Linked DNA regions of Sus scrofa: region 1 is linked to region 2. A link is a contact called in public promoter capture Hi-C data. All regions are on one chromosome and are shown on one strand. The core of a region is the stretch at or near the end of the contact, and the rest is flanking DNA. Distances in the headings are between cores, read along the strand shown.

Evidence for each region. Promoter capture Hi-C pulls out the DNA fragments that hold promoters and counts their contacts.
Region 1: a contact with region 2 is called in a promoter capture Hi-C map of liver, with 4 times the contacts expected there. The contact joins the enhancer-like site here to the promoter of GPCPD1 in region 2. A contact is called at or near these places in 2 of 5 promoter capture datasets (fetal liver and liver), 7 of 47 Hi-C or Micro-C datasets (embryonic fibroblasts, heart right ventricle, liver and 2 more) and 2 of 2 datasets of contacts at active chromatin or transcription factors (alveolar macrophages and skeletal muscle).

Annotation. Positions count from the first base shown.
Region 1 is chr17:14,560,413-14,566,143 of Sscrofa11.1, reverse strand. No RefSeq gene overlaps it. Among named protein-coding and RNA genes, the nearest start is that of C17H20orf196, 47 kb to the left of the region's middle. Within about 2 kb of position 2,588, at least 5 of the 83 cell types and tissues checked have an H3K27ac peak or open chromatin away from gene starts, as enhancers often do. A contact at or near this core is called in liver and skeletal muscle, where this site is marked.
Region 2 is chr17:14,473,667-14,479,978 of Sscrofa11.1, reverse strand. GPCPD1 (glycerophosphocholine phosphodiesterase GPCPD1) reads left to right here and starts at 3,756. Exons shown (of 20, transcript XM_021078049.1): 1 at 3,756-3,955.

The DNA.
Region 1 (5,731 bases), core at 1,339-3,838, 87 kb before region 2:
TGATGAACCCAACAAGCGTCCATAAAGATGAGGGTTCAATCTTTGACCTCGCTCAGTGGGTTAAGGATCTGACATTGCTGTGAGCTGTGGTATAGGCCATAGACATGGCTTGGATCTGGCATTGCTGTGGCTGTGGTGTAGCTGGCAGCTGCAGCTCTGATTTGACCCCCAGCCTGGGAACTTCTACATGTCACAGGTGGGGCTGTATGAAGAAAACAAAATTAAATATTAAAAGCAATGAGAGGGAAGGTCAAAGTTTCTTCCCAATCTTTTGGACCTTGATTGTTTTCAGTTTGAAATAATCCCCATACCAAAGGAACATTTTAGGGTGGCGAGCTTTGCTCTCCTACAGTGTGTTACCAATAGGTCACCTCTTCAAACCAAGGGAGGCTGACTCCACTGGGGACTCTGGAAGACTGTATAGAACGTGCACCTGAGAGCTTTCACAGTCACAGGACAAGGGGGTTGGGTCTTTATCAGGTGTTGATGGAGGGCTGGCTGGGGACAAGGGGGAGAGCCATTCCTTGGCTCTTGTGGCCCATCCCCCTCTTTCCACGTGGCCAGGACCAACTCAGGAAGCCAGAGGAACCCTCAGGCAGATAATCATAAGTGAGGGCAGTTGAGACTCAGGCCTGGAGCCCAGATATGATAAGTGTGAGGAGATAGGGCAGAGCACAGACATACCTGCATACCCAGCTCTATTTTGAGTTTTCTCTAAAACTCACTCTTCAAGGCTCATATGAAAGCTGCTATCATTAGAGCCAGAATTAAATGGTGAAGTTGATGGAGGGTGTGGTAAACTTGAGTTATGTCCCTTCTCCTAAGATGTTCACATCCTAATTCCAGAAAATTTGAGTAAATTATCTTACATGGATGGAGTTCTCTAGTGGTGGCCTAGAGGTTAAGGACTCGGTGCTGTCCCTACTGTGGCTCTGGCTGCTGCTGTGGCTCAGGTTTGATCCCTGGCCCAGGAATTTCCCCATCCTGAGGGCATGATCAAAAAAGAAAAAAAAAAGGAGGTCCCATCGTGGTGCAGTGGAAAGAAATCTGACAAGGAACCATGAGGTTGTGGGTTCTATCCCTGGCCCCACTCAGTGGGTTAAGGATCAGACGTTGCCATGAGCTATAGTGTAGGTCGCAGACATGGCTCAGATCTGGTCTGCTGTGGCTGTGGCATAGGCCAGCAGCTGTAGCTTGCATTAGAGCCTGGGAACTTCCATATGCCGCAGGTGCAGCCCTAAAAAAAAAAAAAAAAAAAAAAAAAAAAGGAAAGCAAAAAAGGGTTGTTGCAGTTGTGATGAAATTAAGGATCTTGGAGAATTCCTATGGTGGCTCAATGGTAACAAATCCAACTAGTATCCATAAGGACTTGGGATAGATCCCTGGCCCCACTCAGTGGGTTAAAGATCTGGTGTTGTTGGGACCTGTGGTGTAGGTCACAGATGTGGCTTGGATCTGATGTGGCTGTGGCTGTGGTGTAGGCTGGCAGCTATAGCTCTGATTTGACCCTAGCCTGGGAACCTCCATAGGCCGTGGGTACGGCCCTAAAAAGATAAGATAAAAAACAAAAAAAAAAAAAAAAAAAAGGAAGAGAACAAAACAATTCAATGAGGACTCCTGTGAGGAAATCACTCAGATTTGCAGATGTGGCTTGGGTCCCACATTGCTGTGGCTGTGGTATAGGCTGGCAGCTGTAGCTCTGATTGAACCCTCAGCCTGGGAACCTCCACATGCTGCGAATGCAGCCTAAAAAGCAAAATAAATAAATAAATGTATAGTTTGCATCTACTGGAGCCAGGGTAATTTATTGAAATGCAAAATTTTTTTCTATGTTTAGCCAGCCCTCACCATCTGTAAGGTAATAGAAACTCTTCCTATTTCCAGGGAAGGATGAAGGTCACTAAAGAAGGGGGTGGGATGTGAGTGCCCTTTGAGTGACAAAGGGGACAGCGTTCTGGAGCTTTACCAACATACCTGGCGCTCTACTGAGATGTCTGGTAGTTTACCAAGATCCCCTCTTCAGAATCAAGACAAGTGTCCCATTGTCAGCCAGGGGTGTTAGGCTCTGGCCGGTACCTTGATGTATGTGCCCTTCCTGGGGGTACCAGTGTCCAAAGAGTAATTGCTTCAATTTAGAATGACTCTGAAGGACCACTCCAGCTCCTGAGCTGGTGGGATCAGTTGAGGCCTATACAGTGACAGCATCATAGCCCAAACCTCTCTCCAATACCCCCTTAAAGATATTGTCCCTGGGAGTTCCCTGGCAGTTTAGTGGTTAGGACTTAGCACTTTTACTGCTACAGCCCAGTTCAGTTCCTGGTCTGGGAATTGAGATTCCATATCAAGGCGTTGCAAGCCATGGCCAAAAAAAAAAAAAAAAAAAAAAAAAAAGATACTGTCCCTGAAAACACTGCCCAATAAATTCCTACATGCAGCCTCAGAGTGTACTTTCTGACACTGATAAGGGAGCTGCCAGGTGTACCAAGTGCCCATCCTCAGCTCTGCCAGCACCTGGAGGAGGCGGCAGGATGTCATAAGAGAATGGCTGCATGCTGCATTCCGGGGGAGGCAGTTGCTCACAGTGAGCTGATCCAAGTCTTCTGACGTCTGCGGCTTTGCTTTCCACCTGATCTCTCTTCTAGCACATAGGTTAAACTATATCCATGTTGGCCGAGAAAGAATGCTTGACCCCCTGGAAAGACACCAGGCATTTGTTGTGTCTAACGCGAGGCCCTTCCTCCTGCCGTCTTCTGTGCCTTGCAGCACAGTCTTTCTGGAGCCACTGTCTTCATGTTTCCCTTGGCACCTAAATAAATTCCCAGGGTTATTGCCAGAATTCAAACAAACAACCCTGACCTCAGCCTGAACTGAAAGGGAAAAAAAAAGGTAACCTTAGATCACCTTTTCTCCTCATTTTAGGTAGACAGACCTTTTAGCACATGGTCCAATAGAATATCATCTTAAGCTATTTATATTCCTTACCCACACGTCTTGAACTGGAACCTTGTAATTGGCCAAGAAGGACACGTCAGGGATAGTCATTTATGTCCTGGCGTTGATGTAGACCTCATTAGTTGGAGATGACCTGGGTGGCATAGGCACCAACCAACCACATGGGTGCCAGCCAGTCCAAGCAGATGCCTGTAAACAAGCTCTACTGGTTTGTACTGGCAGGGTTTTACCCTGCAGCCAGCTGCAGCACCAACTCTCCATCAAACAGCAGTGATAAGCACCGCCTTGGTTGGCTTCCCCCAAAATCCAAAATTGAAGAGAAAGACATGGATGCAGATAGTCTGTTTGGGAGATGGTCCTAGGAGGCAGAGATGATGGAGTGGGGAGAAAAACCAGCACGGGTGTACTAATGAACCAGGTACCACTGTGGGCAACTAAGACTGTCTCGCTGGGACCCTCTGAAGAACCATGGAGAAAGCACATCAGAAGTGTCCCACCAGAGGATAGAGACTTGGCCTTTATCCATTGACCCGCATCCCCCATTAGATGAATGTTATCTCTCTCGGGGATCTTAATTACCTGGCACTTTCAAGGCACCTGAATTGGTCTAAGTGACCTTCCATTGTCTTAGAGAAAGCAGAGAGCTTTATGCTTTAGAAGGATGCTGGCAGGAGTCCTGCTGTGGCTTACCAGGTTAAAAATCTGACCAGTATCCATGAGGATGTGGGTTTGATCCCTGGCCTTGCTCAGTGGGTTGAAGGATCCAGCATTGCCATGAGTTGCAATGTAGGTTGCAGATGTAGCATGGATCTGGCGTTGCTGTGGCTGTGGTGCAGGCTGGCAGCTGCAGCTCCAGTTCCACTGCTAGCCTGGGAGCATCCATATGCTGCAAGCGCAGCCCTCAAAAGACAAAAAAAAAAAAAAAAAAAAAAGGATGCTGGCAATGTGTACTAATTGACTCCCAAAGGTACAGTGAAACTAGGTGAGATGAGAGGATGTGACATAGGACATCATAAACATCTGCTACAAAAGCTTAATAAAAATATAGACAAGGTACACCAGGATGGGTGACTATAACCCCTTAAAATTACTGTTTTTTTGGTCATGCCTTCGGCCTGCGGAAGTTCCCAGGCCAGGGGTGGAACATGGGCCACAGCAGGAACCAGAGCCACAGTAGTGACAACACTGGATCCTTAATCGTTTGAGCCACCAGGGAACTCCAACCAACTCTTAAATCTTTTTTTTAATCTTAAATTATATAAGGATCTGGCATTGTCATGAGCTATGGTGCAGGTCGAAGATGTGGTTCGGATTCCGCATTGCTGTGGCTGTGGCATAGGCCGGCTAGCAGCTGTAACTCCGATTTGACCCCTAGCCTGGGAACGGCCCTAAACGCAGGTGCGGCCCTAAACAGCAAAAACAAAACAAAACAAAAATATCTTAAATTATAGTAAAGGCCTTAGGCTTTTTGTCTGCCCAGCAGTCTTTCCTTTGGGGAATGACCTTTCTCTTCATTTCATTATATTATGCTTGTTCTATGTGGTATACAGAATAATAGACCCTCAAAACAATCCATGTCACAATCCCTATAACCTGTAAATATGTTCGACTACATGGCAAGGGGGAATGAAGTTTGTAGAAGGAATTAAGATTGCCAATCAGTTGACACTGACTTGAGAGATTATCCTGGATTATCCAGTGGGCCCAGTGTAATCATAAGGGTCTTTATTATTGAAAGCAGGAGATGGAAAAGTGTGAACTAGAAAAAAGACATGACATGCATATTATTGGCTTTGAAAGTGGAAGAATCTGGCAGGAGCCAAGATATGCATGTGGTCTCTGTATAGAAGAAAAGGTAGGGAAACAGAGTCTTCTCTAGAGTCTTAGAAAAAAGGGAGCCTGGCCAACATCTCAATTTTAGCCCAGTGATTCCCATTTTAGCCTTCTTATCTCCAGAACTGTTATAAAACTTATTTGTTATTTTCAACTGCTAAGTGTGGTAAATTGTTACAGTAGCAATAGAAAGCTAATACACTCCATGTGCTTTGATAAGGCTGACTGGGCCAGTTCCTCACCCCAGGGGTAGAATCACCACCCCATCACCTGGTCTCCAGTGATCTATTCAAGAATAAGCATGTGAGACTTCCCGTCATGGCGCAGTGGAAACCAATCCAACTAGGAACCATGAGGTTTTGGGTTCGATCCCTGGCCTTGCTCAGTGGGTTAAGGATCCAGTGTTGCTGTGAGCTGTGGTGTGTAGGTCGCAGATGAGGCTCAAATCTGGTGTTGCTCTGACTGTGGTGTAGGCTGGCAACAACAGCTCTAATTAGACCCCTAGCCTGGAAACCTCCACATGCCGTGGCTGTAGCCCTAAAAGGACAAAAGACAATAAATAAATAAATAAATAAATAAATAAATAAATAAATAAAAACAAAAGAATAAGCATATAACCCAGGCAGGAGCAGGCCTTTCCCAGTCCTCATGCGAAAGATACATCCTTCTTAACTGGAATATGTTATAACCTCTATTGTCCTTCCATTTATAAGGACCCTCGTTATTATATCTGTTCCACTAAGATCACAGCAAAAGAGGTAAAGGCGTGGAGGGTGGATGCCTGTGGGAATTCCAAAGTCCAGCCTGGAAATAACTCTCTTTACATCCACTAACATTCCTTTCATCGGAGCACAGTTCCGAGGCTCTGCCCAAAGGTAGGGGAGCCTGGGAAATGTGGTCTTAGGTCCCAGGAGGAAGAAGAAAAGAATTTTAAAACAGTTAGGCA
Region 2 (6,312 bases), core at 2,507-5,006:
TCGACCATAACCCTTTGAGGAACAGGACCACCAATGCGGTGAATGAAACACAAAAAATTGATAGCCTTTTGCATCTGTAAAAGTTGGTTTTTCTGTTTGTTTGTTTTTAGTTTTTTTTTTTTTTGTCTCTTTAGGGCCGCACCCTTGGCATATGGAAGTTCCCAGATTAGGGAATTTACACCGAAGTTTGCAGCAATGCCAGATCTTTTAACCTACTGAGCAAGGCCAGAGATCAAACCTGCATCTTCCTGCATACAGGTCAGGTTCATTACCACTGAGCCACAACAGGAACTTCAAAGCATTTTTAAAAAATTTTTTTTTGTCTTTTTGCTTTTTCTAGGGCCGCTCCCGCAGTATATGGAAGTTCCCAGGCTAGGGGTCTAATCAGAGCTGTAGCCGCCATTCTATGCCAGAGCCACAGCAACTCGGGATCCAAGCCACGTCGGCGACCTACATCACAGCTCACAGCAACGCCGGATCCTTAACCCACTAAGTAAGGCCAGGGATCAAACCCGAAACCTCATGGTTCCTAGTTGGATTCATTAACAACTGTGCCACGATGGGAAGTCCCTTCAAAGCATTTTTAAACAAGGCTATGTAAAGGTGGTAGCTCAGTCTCTTCTTCCACTGTGTGGGTCCGGTTTGCACTGTTCTCATTTTTTCAGTTATTCAACGTTGCTAGCTTGTTTTTTATCTTCTAGAAATTCTTCAACTTCTGGCCTACTGATGACAAATTTCAAATATATGTGATTATTCTGTTATTTCAATAGGTTTTGGGAAGTTGCAAGGATAAGATCCATCAACTTCAACTATAAACATTAGGTAAATAATAACGTGATTAAATGGTGATTACAGGAAAAATAAAGATTTACTCTATAAACATCTAAAAGAAGCAAACGCATAGGAAAGAAATTCATTGCCCAAGTATGACTAACAGCAGAGGAATGAAATCAATTCCAAGCTATTAGAAAATGTACAACAGTAGACTTTAGCAGATAATGATATATAATTAGAAAGAAATTTTGGAGTTCCTGTCAGTGGCTCAGTGGTTAACGAATCCAACTAGGAACCATGAGGATGCAGGTTCGATCCCTGGCCTTCCTCAGTGGGTTAAGTATCCAGCATTGCTGTGGGCTGTAGTGTAGGTCACAGACGCGGCTCTGATCCCGAGTTGCTATAGCTCTGTCGAAGGCCGGCTGCTATAGCTCTGATTAGACCCCTAGCCTGGGAACCTCCATGTGCCGCAGGAAGCAGCCCTAGAAAAGGCAAAAAGACAAAAAGAAAAAAAAGAAATTTTAATTCTTTAAGAAATTTGGGATTAAATGGAGTGGCCATCAAGAAACCACTGTATTCTGTGCACAAAGCAGGCACTTAGAAGTTATTTAGTAACTGAATGTATAATAGTCAGAAATGCCCTGGGATCTAATCCAAGAGTAAATATCAAATTTAGTCATGAAAAAACAAGTTTTAAAGCTAGAAGCTGTCTAAAAGCTAGAGCTCAGAGTTCCTGCTGTGGCCCACTGGATTAAGGGTCAGCATTGGCGCGGCTGTGGAGTAGGTCACAGCTGCAGCTCAGATTCCATCCCTGGCTTGGGAACTTCAATAGTCCTATTCCAACCAAAGCGCAGCTTGAGCTATCTCTTAAGTCCTTTAACATCTCCTAAAAATGTGGTTCCTCTCCACCCCCACACCTGCCCCCTGCAACGTGTAAGTTCTGGGGCCAGGATTGGGCTCTGCTCCACTTCAGCTGCTGCAGTGACAATGCTGGATCCTTTACTTGCTGCACCATAAGGGAACTCCCAAAATGTGGTTCCATTTATAGATACATATACATATATATATATACATGCACACACATATATACACACACACACACACACACATATATATATTTTGTTTTTTTGGTTTTTTTTAGGGCCGCACCTGTGGCACATGGAGGTTCCTAGGCTAGGGGTCTAATTGGAGCTGTAGCTGCCGGCCTACACCAGAGCAACACCAGATCCCAGCCATGTCTGCGACCTGCACCACAGCTTACCACAATGCCAGACCCTTAACCCACTGAGCAAGGCCAGGGATTGAACCTGCAACCTCATGGTTCCTAGTTGGATTAGTTTCTGCTGTGCTATGATGGGAGCTCCTATTTATTTATATTTTTATTAATTTCATTTATTTATTTTTTTTTGGTCTTTTTTGCCTTTTCTGGGGCCGCTCCCGCAGTATATGGAGGTTCCCAGGCTAGGGGTCTAATCGGAGCTGTAGCCACCGGCCTAGGCCAGAGCCACAGCAACTCGGGATCCGAGCCGCGTCTGCAACCTACACCACAGCTCACGGCAACGCCAGATCCTTAACCCACTGAGCAAGGCAAGGGACTGAACCTGCAACCTCATGGTTCCTAGTCGGATTTTTTAACCACTGCACCACAACAGGAACTCCAATTTTATTATTATTGTTTTGTTTTTTGGGTTTTTTTTTTTTTTGCTTCCCTGCAGCACATGGAGTTCCCCAGCCAGGGATCAGATCCGTGCCATAGTTGTGACTTAAGCTGCAGCTCAGCAATGCCGTATCCTTAACCCACTGTGTCCAACTAGGGGTCAAATCCACACCCCAGCACTCCCCAAATCCCTGATCCCCTTATGCCACAGTGGGAACTCCAAGACGGTTCTTTGTAAATTTTCGGTATCACACTTGATTTAAATGATTAAATAAAACCTGATAAAATTTTCTTTCAGGAATTAATCAGTGGTTAACCTTGATGCTGGAAAATGTTAAGTTGGGTGAGTGGCAAATGCTGATTAACTCATTTTTCTGGGACCATCAAAAGAGAAAAAAAAACTTCACTTTTTTTTCTTGTCTTTTTAGGGCCCCACGCCTGGCACATGGAAGTTCCCATGCTAGGGGTCTAATCAGAGCTACAGCTGCTGGCCTTACCAGAGCAATAGCAACCCCCAGATTCCAGCCCCGTCTGCAACCTACACCACAGCTCAGGGCAACCCGGTTCCTTAACCCACTGAGCGAGGCCAGGGTTGGAACCCGAAACCTCATGGTTCCTAGTCGGATTCGTTTCCGCTGTGCCACTATGGGAACTCCTCGCTTTTTTTTTTTTTTTTCTTAATATAGCTCATTTTTTCCCCCAGAAATTAAACTACAATTTTTTGCTACTTTTTCCAGCTTCCATAAAATTTCCTTCAAACTTTAATTTACATACAAATAATCTGGGGATCTTGTTAAACGCAATTCGAATAGGCAGAGGATCCCAATAGAGCAATTCTGATCGCTCCCAGGTGATACTGCTGGCTTGGAATATCAAGCTTTCGCAGCGAATGTTGTAAACGCTCAACCATCTTAGGTCACTTAATTCTCCTTCTTAACCCTAAAGATCTGACCCAAGTGTGCTTGTTAATTTGGAACGGAGGAAAAGTTCCTGAGGTCAGGCCTGCTCATTTCTCTCGCTTTCCGATGAGGAAAAATGCAATTTATAATTGCAGCTCCACGTCCTAGTCTAGGTTGTCTTAATACTTAAGAGTTCCAAGATAGGCATCTATGAACCCAAGCCAGGCCTGCTCGGCGCCGCCACCCGCGGCGGATTCCAGCCAACGGAAAAGGCAGACGCCGGGGACCCCGGGGATGCCCGGCCACCACCGATTGACGATGCGGGCCCTTTCCAGGAACTCGCGCGGCCCGCCCCTCACGCGCGGGCGCCTATTGGTTCGGACGGCGCCGGGCGTGACGTCAGGCCCCGCCCGCCAGCCCTCCAGCCCCGCCCCGCGGGATGGCCTGGCGGTTTGGTCTGGAGCAGCTGAAACCGGTTTGAGCGGAGCCGCTTCCTGCCGCTGGGCGCCGCAGCGGTCCGACTCGGAGAGAGCTGGCGAGGTGCGCACGGCGGGTACCCGGCACCTCGGCCCGCGGCACTGCTGTCTGGCGCTGCGGTGGAGGCGCGGACCAGTGGACGGGGCAGGTGAGGCGGGAGGCCGGGCGCTCGACGCGGGGGCCACGGCTGCTGCTCACGTGGCAGCCGAGCTGTCAGGGCGACCCGGCGAGGGGACGCGGTGGGGCGAGGCGTGGGGAGGGTCCCCCAGCCCGAACGGGATCTGCCCGCCGTGGAGACCGCGGCCTGGACGTTGGCTCTCGTAGGTCTGTGGGTAACGCATATTTACTGTATTTATCGTTTGTTGTCACGATTCCGCGGAGCTGCCGGGTGCTTAGTTACCCTCCAAAAATTTTGTAGTGTTTTCAAAATACCAGAATGCATAGACCATAGGACTACCACAACCACGAGTGTTCCAAAAAGCAAGTTAAGGAACGAAGGAACATAAATGCAGCTGAAGTCGTCTGTGTACCCCTAGCAGCATACCCTTCGCCCACCACCACTCTCAGGTTTTATCGCTAAGTAATTCATAGTGTTTTGACAACTGCTTATTTTCTGAAATTGCTTAGTCTTGGGCATGCTTGTGTAATTCAGTCATTCCAAGAAACCGAAATGCCTTACTCTCTTAGGAAAAGGTTCCAGGAATAGACATCAGTGCCCTTGAAATAATTTTAAGACAGCTGCCCCTTCTCCTAAAGCTCTACTTTTTCCAAAGCTCTTTAAATGACCCTGATGACTTCTGGAAAAAAGCCTCCAACGTTTCGATGCTTCATCAGCCCCCTTTTACCCAACTGTTCGTTTCCAAAGGAAATCGGTCATGAATTTAGTCTCGAATTGTAAAGAAATCTTTCACCTTGAGCCAGCTGTCTAGTCTGATGTAACACTTAGAGGAACTGATAGAACCAAGCAGGATGTTTGGACTTGATGTTTTTTTCATACTCTTTTTCAGCCCTTCCTATTTCTGTGCAGTTCCTATTCATTAACCTTTCACCTTACTCCTTCTTGTTACATTTCTGACAGTTAAGACTTAGCTAAGAAACAAATACAAGCTATCAGTCCTTTTCCAACTGGTAACATTCTAGATACAAATAACACAAGATAAACAGGTAAAACTGCAAATGGCTCAGATGGTTCTGGGCTTAACCAGGGAGAACCAATGTTCTAGACCAGTAAGACTTAGAAAAGTTGGACTCAGAAATGACCACAAAAGAAATCTCAGTAGCAGAGTAAGTAAAATTTGATATGTTCAAAACGTAAGCTGATGAGTCAAAACTTTGTGTATAACTTAACCAGGAAAAGCATGTGAAATACATAAGAAAGTAATATCAAGATAAAATGAAAAGGAAAAAAAATGGGCTAAGTTTTATGGTATTGTTTACGAAAGTGATCAAAGAATTAAACTGGCTTAATGAAATCTCTAGAACTGCTTTCTTAATAAAAATCCATTCTCATGTATGCATGCATTTGACTAAAAGATTAGCCCAACGTATACTGGGGTCAGAATAGTCAGATCATAATGAGCATCCAACCAGGATGCACAGAAACTAACTCAGGAAAATGTAAGCATTTCATGTATTTTTCTATAGCCAGTTATGAGAATCAGAACTGTTGGAGCCTAGGAAAGCACAAGGGGAACTGGAAGCAACTTTTTCCTTTTAAAAAAAATATGAAGGAAAACAAATGTGGGGGATTTTGACCAGAAGAAAAAAAAAAAAAAACACGTTTTAGATCAAAATATCTGTGACTTCAGTTTAACTCTGAACTAACCATGTACCTTTGTTGCTTAAATCTCCTTCTTGTTCCCCAGGCCAGCAAACCAGTGAAGGAATGTGTCAGGATGGTTTATTTGACAAAAAGAATAGAGTGAAACTTATTTTGTCGGGTAGTGTAAACCCTGAAATATTTTAAAAATGTGAATTAACATTGTCATTTTGCCAGTTACTCGAGTCTTTTAGAAAAGTGTTAAAGTAGTATTAAATGCTACTCAAAGTCTCAGGTATGAGTGTTGTTGAAAGATTACCTTGAAAAAGTACAAAATGGAGGTTATGTTTAAAAACAAATCCAGGAGTTGCTGTCAAGGCTCAGCGGTAGTCAGCAGCTAACCAACCTGACTAGCATCCAGGAGGACGCAGGTTTGATCCCTGGCCTTGCTCAGTGGGTTAAGGATCTGTTGTGGCGGGTGCGGCCCTAAATGACAAAAAGAGACCCAAAACCCCCCCCACAAAAACCTGTCTCAGGAAGCATAGTTTACATGTGAGGTTAGAGGTGAATGGTTAAATTACATATGTAGACAGCTTATGTCTGTAAAAATGGCTAGCATTTTTCGTCTTATTTCTTGTTTATGTGTATATAGAAGACTCCCCCCCTCCGCCGCCCCTTCCCCCCCCCCGCCCCCGTCCAAGTTGAGATTTTTTTTTTTTTTTTTTTTTTTTTTTTTTGCTGGTTTG